2 separate regions of the Mus musculus genome follow, and region 2 is linked to region 1. A link is a contact called in public HiChIP or PLAC-seq data. All regions are on one chromosome and are shown on one strand. The core of a region is the stretch at or near the end of the contact, and the rest is flanking DNA. Distances in the headings are between cores, read along the strand shown. Region 1 overlaps Rgs6 (regulator of G-protein signaling 6). Region 2 overlaps Rgs6 (regulator of G-protein signaling 6).

Evidence for each region. HiChIP or PLAC-seq counts read pairs in DNA pulled down with a chosen protein or histone mark.
Region 2: a contact with region 1 is called in an H3K27ac HiChIP or PLAC-seq map of SST interneurons, with 8 times the contacts expected there. The contact joins two enhancer-like sites. A contact is called at or near these places in 8 of 484 Hi-C or Micro-C datasets (the CH12 cell line, embryonic fibroblasts, embryonic stem cells and 3 more) and 1 of 115 datasets of contacts at active chromatin or transcription factors (SST interneurons).

What each region holds. Positions count from the first base shown.
Region 1 is chr12:82,697,443-82,700,569 of GRCm38.p6, forward strand. The region is part of intron 2 of Rgs6 (regulator of G-protein signaling 6); the gene reads left to right. Among named protein-coding and RNA genes, the nearest start is that of Gm22149, 73 kb to the right of the region's middle. Within about 2 kb of position 1,584, at least 8 of the 459 cell types and tissues checked have an H3K27ac peak or open chromatin away from gene starts, as enhancers often do. A contact at or near this core is called in SST interneurons, where this site is marked.
Region 2 is chr12:82,997,269-83,000,395 of GRCm38.p6, forward strand. The region is part of intron 3 of Rgs6 (regulator of G-protein signaling 6); the gene reads left to right. It overlaps Gm31308 (a long non-coding RNA gene), which reads right to left. Exons shown (of 2, transcript XR_381770.3): 2 at 2,009-2,411. Among named protein-coding and RNA genes, the nearest start is that of Gm31308, 5.8 kb to the right of the region's middle. Within about 2 kb of position 1,518, at least 17 of the 459 cell types and tissues checked have an H3K27ac peak or open chromatin away from gene starts, as enhancers often do. A contact at or near this core is called in SST interneurons, where this site is marked.

The DNA.
Region 1 (3,127 bases), core at 334-2,833:
TGGCATCTAGGGGCTTCTTCTTGCTTTCAAGTTCGGCTATGAGTTAGAACCCTGATGTGATATTGCACGCGCCTTGGGGCTGTGTGGCGTTGTTGTCTCAGCTCACTGTGTTGCTGGGATGAGATGCTGCCCTCTGAGTGCAATCCCAACATTCAGAACAAAACCAAAACATGCTAGTCTCATCTGGCCGATTCAAGATGGCATAATGATAATATTCCTCTGTGAGAAATTGCATTTTTGTGTGGATTTAAATTCAAGAAAAGTCTGAAAAGTGGTGGGCGTGTAAGGGAACAAAGACAAACCACTAGTACTTTCTTCTGAGCAAGGGAGACCGGGCAGGAATTAATAGGGATCTGCTATATGCCAGTGTGTACATGTGCTGTGCATACGTGCATGAGACAGAGAGGGGGGGAGGGGGAGGGGGAAGGAGAGGGGAGGGGAGGGGAGGGGAGGGGAGGGGAGGGGAGGGGAGGGGAGGGGAGGGGAGAGGAGAGGAGAGGAGAGGAGAGGAGAGGAGAGGAGAGGAGAGGAGAGGAGAGGAGAGGAGAGGAGAGGAGAGAAAGACAGAGAGAAACAGAGACAGACAGTGAAAGAGACAGAGCAGAAAGACAGAGACAGAGACAGAGACAGAAAGAGTACTAAATATGAAATTACCACATGCATTTGGATAACTAATTGATGTTCCCTGGGGAAAAACGCTTTCTCCCCCTTTCAGCATCCCTTAGTTGCCTGCAGTTCTTTTTCTAGCACGGAGGCCCTCGGCCTTTCCCCTGTCCACTTGGGAGTGCCTGTTGTCTGTTGGTGTCATCTCTGTTCAGACCACATTTAGGCGGCTACATTGGTGAGACTTTCTGGGGTGTAGCTTCTGACATTCCTAGGAGACACAGTCTCACAGCAAACTCCCTGATCCTCTGGCTCCTCCAGTCTTTGTGCCTCCTCTTCTGCAATGACCCCTGAACTGTAGATGTATCAGGTGGCACTGGGCTCCACAACTCTGCATTTTGATTGGCTGTGGTTTTCTATAATAGCCTCTGTTTGTAGCAAAGAGAAGTTTCCTTGAGGAGGGGTGAAGACTACATTTATCTGCCAGTATAAGGACAGCTGCTTAGACTGTAGGTAGGGATTATGCTGGTTTCTGCTGAGATATGTTTTAAAGGCACATTGGCAGGCATGTAGTTCGTGGAAGGCTTTTCTAGCCTCTCTTGATTTATTTGCTTATACACTGAAATCAAGGCTGAGCTTTGGTAAAAATGAAATTAACGGTTATACTTTTTGAATCAGGGCTGAAGTCACTGGCATTTTACTATCAGTTAATGATTGAGGGCATGCTCCAGGGTACATTACTACAGCTTTCCCTTGTTCCTGATCTAATTTAGCAGCATCTTAATTAGGACTAAAAGATAGTCATGGGGATTTTTGCTTGATGTTTAAAAGAATGGTCTGGACTCTCATGTGCTACCTGATGGGCCTAGGAGAAAGCTCGTGGGCAGTCATGGCTTGGTGGACCCAGGACAGGCTGAGAGGCTGAGAAGGGGTGGGACTCCAACCCTCCTGGTGGCGTATATCTCTGGAAGCTGCATCCGTGCTTTTGCTCAGAATCTTCTCAGTGCTCAGCAGGTCTGTGTACTGAGTGAGCCCAGCCTGTGATTCTAGTCTATCTGGAACAGTCAATTATACGTCTCCCAGCCAAGCGGACTTTTACGAACTCTGCCAGAATCTGCATTTCCAAACAGTCAGACAAGAGGAGAAGGGAAAGATGGGGCTGAAGAGGCCATTGCCTGGCAGTGTATTTCTGGTAGCCAAACACTGACTTAGCCTAAGTACCTCCCCTTTCCCCTCTCCCTTCAGTACTTCTGGCCTCTCCCAGGATGAACGGTCTTAACCTCACTGCGCTGTTTTCTGTGCTGCCAGTTGGACAGGTCCGGGGCTCCATACTGTGGAGGGAGACCTCTCCAGCTGGCTGGGCTTAGCTCTGTCTCAGAGGGGGCCACACTTATTAATCTCTGTGACTCTGCTTGATCCCCTCATTTTTCTTCCTTTTGCTGGCAAGTCACAGACTGTTCTCCGAGGTTCGGTGCCGCCCAGCTGCCTTCCTCCTTTTGCTAGTTTCTGGAGATACTCACCTATAAATACTAATGTTTATGGAGTCAGCCTCAAGTTTCTAGGCTCTGTGCAAAGTGTGCCGATAATAACAACTGGTGTTTATTAAGCAGCTACTGTGTGCCAGCAACTGTTTTAGGTACAGGGATGGGAAGCAAGCAGCACACAGCCATCCCCCTTGCAGGCAGTCTATCAACCCATCAGCAAACAAGCAGATGGTGCCAAGGAGTGACATGGGATCTGAGGAGGAGAGGAGGCCTGGCTGGAAAGTGTCTTTGGGGGCTGGGGCTTCCGGGTGATAGTTTATCTCGGGAAGGGATATTGGGAGAGCACATTTGGGGATGCAGGTGAAAAGTCAGAGCAGTTGCTTCTTCTAAGCTCACACCTGCTTCCTATCCCAGCTCATGCCCCCATCTACCCTAGCTCACACTACATCTATCCTGGCTCACGCCCCATATCCTTTCTTTCTTTCCTCCATGCCAGTCTGTGACTCCAGCCTCCACATTCCACTGGAAAGGGTGGCTTCCCTGTTTGAGGGCAATTTCAACTTTAGAGGATGCCCTTGGCCCCCAAGTACCCATGGCTCTCACTGTATCAACCCATCTTTCTCATTGGTACCCTTAGTGTTCTTATTATACCCGTGATCTTACCTGCTGAGAAAACTTGGACACCTTGAAGAGAACAACTTTCCTAAGCAGTGGACTTAGGACACAGAAACTCATTTCATGAGCACTCGCCAGGGCTCCAAACCCATTCGCTAGAGCTCCTTCTTCTAAATTGCCTCCAGCTACGCAAGAAAGCCAATTTCCTTTTTTTAATAGCTGCGACTCATTTTCGGATTCACAATGGCATGAACCCTGTCCAGACGCCCGTCTGAGTCATTATTAGGGACTCTATTTAAAATGTGGCTATTTCCTTACATTAGTCAGATCATCCCCACAGATTAAAAGGAGTGGGTTCACTAGAATGTGTCACAGGATGTCGAAATCAGAGTTCTGATGAGAGTGGGGGTCCCTTGTGTCTTGAC
Region 2 (3,127 bases), core at 268-2,767, 300 kb after region 1:
CCCCTCTAAGGTATAAATCCGGGGCACCCTGACTGCTCCCTGGGGTGACGGCTGGGATCATGCTGCTTGTAGGAGGCAGGGGTGAAAGGTGGGAATCACCTAAAGAAATCCTCAAAATCGAAAGATAAAGTTCTATCCCATGATCCATGATCCAAATCCCAGGTCCCAGCACAGTCTGGGAACATTTGGTAACTGGTTGTTATGAATAGGAATATCCCAAGCGGTATAATTGTTCACTTCTCAAGAGCCATATTAATTATGCTTGGCTATTTGTTTCTTCAGCCATTCAGACACAAAATGTTTATCAAGACTTAGGGGAAAACTACAATAAAACCATTCAGCTAGCTCATATTCAAGTTGAACTGCTTTTTCTACATTAATGAAGGTAAAGGCTATCTCATGTGGGCAAAACTGTTAGAGCTGTGTTAATTAAAGAATCTGTTGAGTTGATTTTCATAAATTCTTTGAATTCCATTGCATATCCCCAAATTAAAAGTCAAGGCTAGAATTAAAATTTAAATTTAACTAAAAGTCAAGCTGGAATTTAAAGCTGGAATTCAAGGACAGCACACACTTGTGTAGTGTAGGACTTCAGCGTAGTGTAGGAAACTGAAGAAGTCCTTAAGACAACATATCAGTCTTTATCATTGAGGAAAACCAAACAAAAGGGTAGAGAGAGCCATAGTTCTTGAGAGCAGCTTTTCACAGGAGCTCTGTGAAAGGAGACAGTGGTGTCTCCAGATGGCAGTGCTGACCAGTCTGTTGGGAAGAAGGAAGGATATAGTATCATAGTGTCCATTGTAAATTTTTTTTCATTGTAAATCTTAATTGTCTTGGAAGAAAAATGTGATCTAATGCTGTCACATACTGTCTTAGTCAGGGTTTCTATTCCTGCACAAACATCATGGCCAAGAAGCAAGTTAGGGAGGAAAGGGTTTATTCGGCTTATACTTCCATACTGCTGTTCATCACCAAGGAATTCAGGACTGGAACTCAAGCAGGCCAGGAAGCAGGAGCTGATACACAAGCCATGGAGGGATGTTCTTTACTGGCTTGCTTCCCCTGGCTTGCTCAGCCTGCTCTCTTATAGAACCAAGACTATCAGCCCAGAGATGGTCCCACTCACAAGGGGCCTTTCCCCCTTGATCACTAATTGAGAAAATGCCTTACAGTTGGATCTCATGGAGGCATTTCCTCAACTGAAGCTCCTTTCTCTGTGATAACTCCAGCCTGTGTCAAGTTGACACAAAAGTAGCCAGGACACATACCTAAGAAATGGTCTCCTCAGATCTAGAATGTCTGAGTGAAAGACGTTCAGAGGGGAAAAAAGACTGGGGAGAGGTGAGGAATGAGGGAGGCTAGAGGTGGGGAGGGGCGAGGAATGAGGGAGGCTAGAGGTGGTAGTTCCCTGAATTCAGCATCTGCACTGGCTTCCCAGGAGTCTTGGTGCTTGTCTGAGCCAGGCGGCTCAACACGATCGCTGCAGGGATGAGAAAGCCTCAGAAACAGCAGAAGACTGGGGTTCAAGGCCTTTTGTGATCTCATCCAATGATTCATCCAATGATGTAACACTAGGAGTCTGGATTTCCACAAGTTGGCTGCATGAGCTTCCCAATGTCTCAAAGCTATCTCCCAGTGAGGCTGGAGCTCAAGCCAAGTGTTTTGGCTCTCATTCCAGGGCTAAGATATAGCAAGCAGACCCTTTGAGATCAGTGGTTCTTCCTTTCTGGGGCTATAGGCAAACATCAGTCATCGAGAGCTATTCTCAAGCTTCGTTCTGCAGGATGGTGTCCAGGGTTTAGGAGGCTGGGCTCCTAAGCTAGACGAAGAAGCTGGCATTGAGACATACCTTGCAAATACAAACTCGTGAATCAGTCAACTAAAACCAGCCCCCCAAACGGTTTGCTTATATAAATTGCCCTTGGAAGGAAGCGTTGCCGTATCTCACATAAGTGTTAGTTGTTTTTCTCTCCCACAGATCCTCACTAATTTATTCTGAAGACACTGCTACATTTCCAATTTCTACTTTTATTTTAAAGTGATTCAAACATTGGGGGAAAAGTTGAACACTGGTTTGGCTGATTGCTTCAGTAGTTAAGAATAACAGCTGTCGTGTTTGAGAAGTCATTAGCGGTAATTGGCCAAGGCAAAGGGGCGTTGGCCCTGCTCTCAGAGGGCATCCAACACACGTGACTTAATAGTTGCCCGTGTATTTTGATGAAGAAAGGCATTGAGCTAACTGGGTGCAGCTTCATCCACAGTGGGCTGGTGAGTCTCTCTCCTCCAAGAGGCCAGATGTTAATTCTCCAGCTCCTTTATCCCTCCAGCCCTCTGTCATCTTCTGATTCTTCTCCACCATGTCCTCCATCTGTCTGGTGTCTTTAATTATTCACTTATCGAGCTAATATTTCCTGTGCCAAGAAGGAATGTTAACAGCTACTGAAGAAGGTGGTAGATACTGTGAGAACAAGTCAAGGGTAACCATATGAAGTGTAGGGTCCAATGGAAGGAAATGTTAGGGATGAAATCACACACTTAGTGAATGCCTGGTGGTATTCAGGGGCGAAGTGTACCATAATAGAGAAGACAGGGCTGAGCAGTAAGCCAAGACAGGACATATGTGTTGGGGCTAGACAAGAGAGATGGCTGAAAGAAGACACCTAGGCCAAGGGAACATGTCACTGTTTGGGTCTCAAATGTCTCCCACAGGGTCATGATTTGAAGACTTAGTCTTTAGTTGGCAGTATTGTTTTTGAAGGCTGTGGAACATTTAGGAGGTAAGGCCTGGCTGGTAGAAGCAGGTCCCTGGGAACAGGCCTTTGAAGGTGATCCCTGGCTCTGGCTCTGGCTCTGGCTCTGGCTCTGGCTCTGGCTCTGGCTCTGGCTCTGGCTCTGGCTCTGGCTCTGGCTCTGGCTCTCTGGCTCTGGCTCTCTGGCTCTGGCTCTCTGGCTCTGGCTCTGGCTCTGGCTCCGGTCTGCATTCTCTGCTTCCTGGCCCACACAGTGTGAACAAGCCTTCCTGCCGTGCTCCTGCTACCATGAACTTGACCTTGCCTTCTCTACTACAATAGACCAAAGTCCCCGAAATAGGAGCCAAAAGAAACTCCTCTTCCCATAAGTCGCTGCT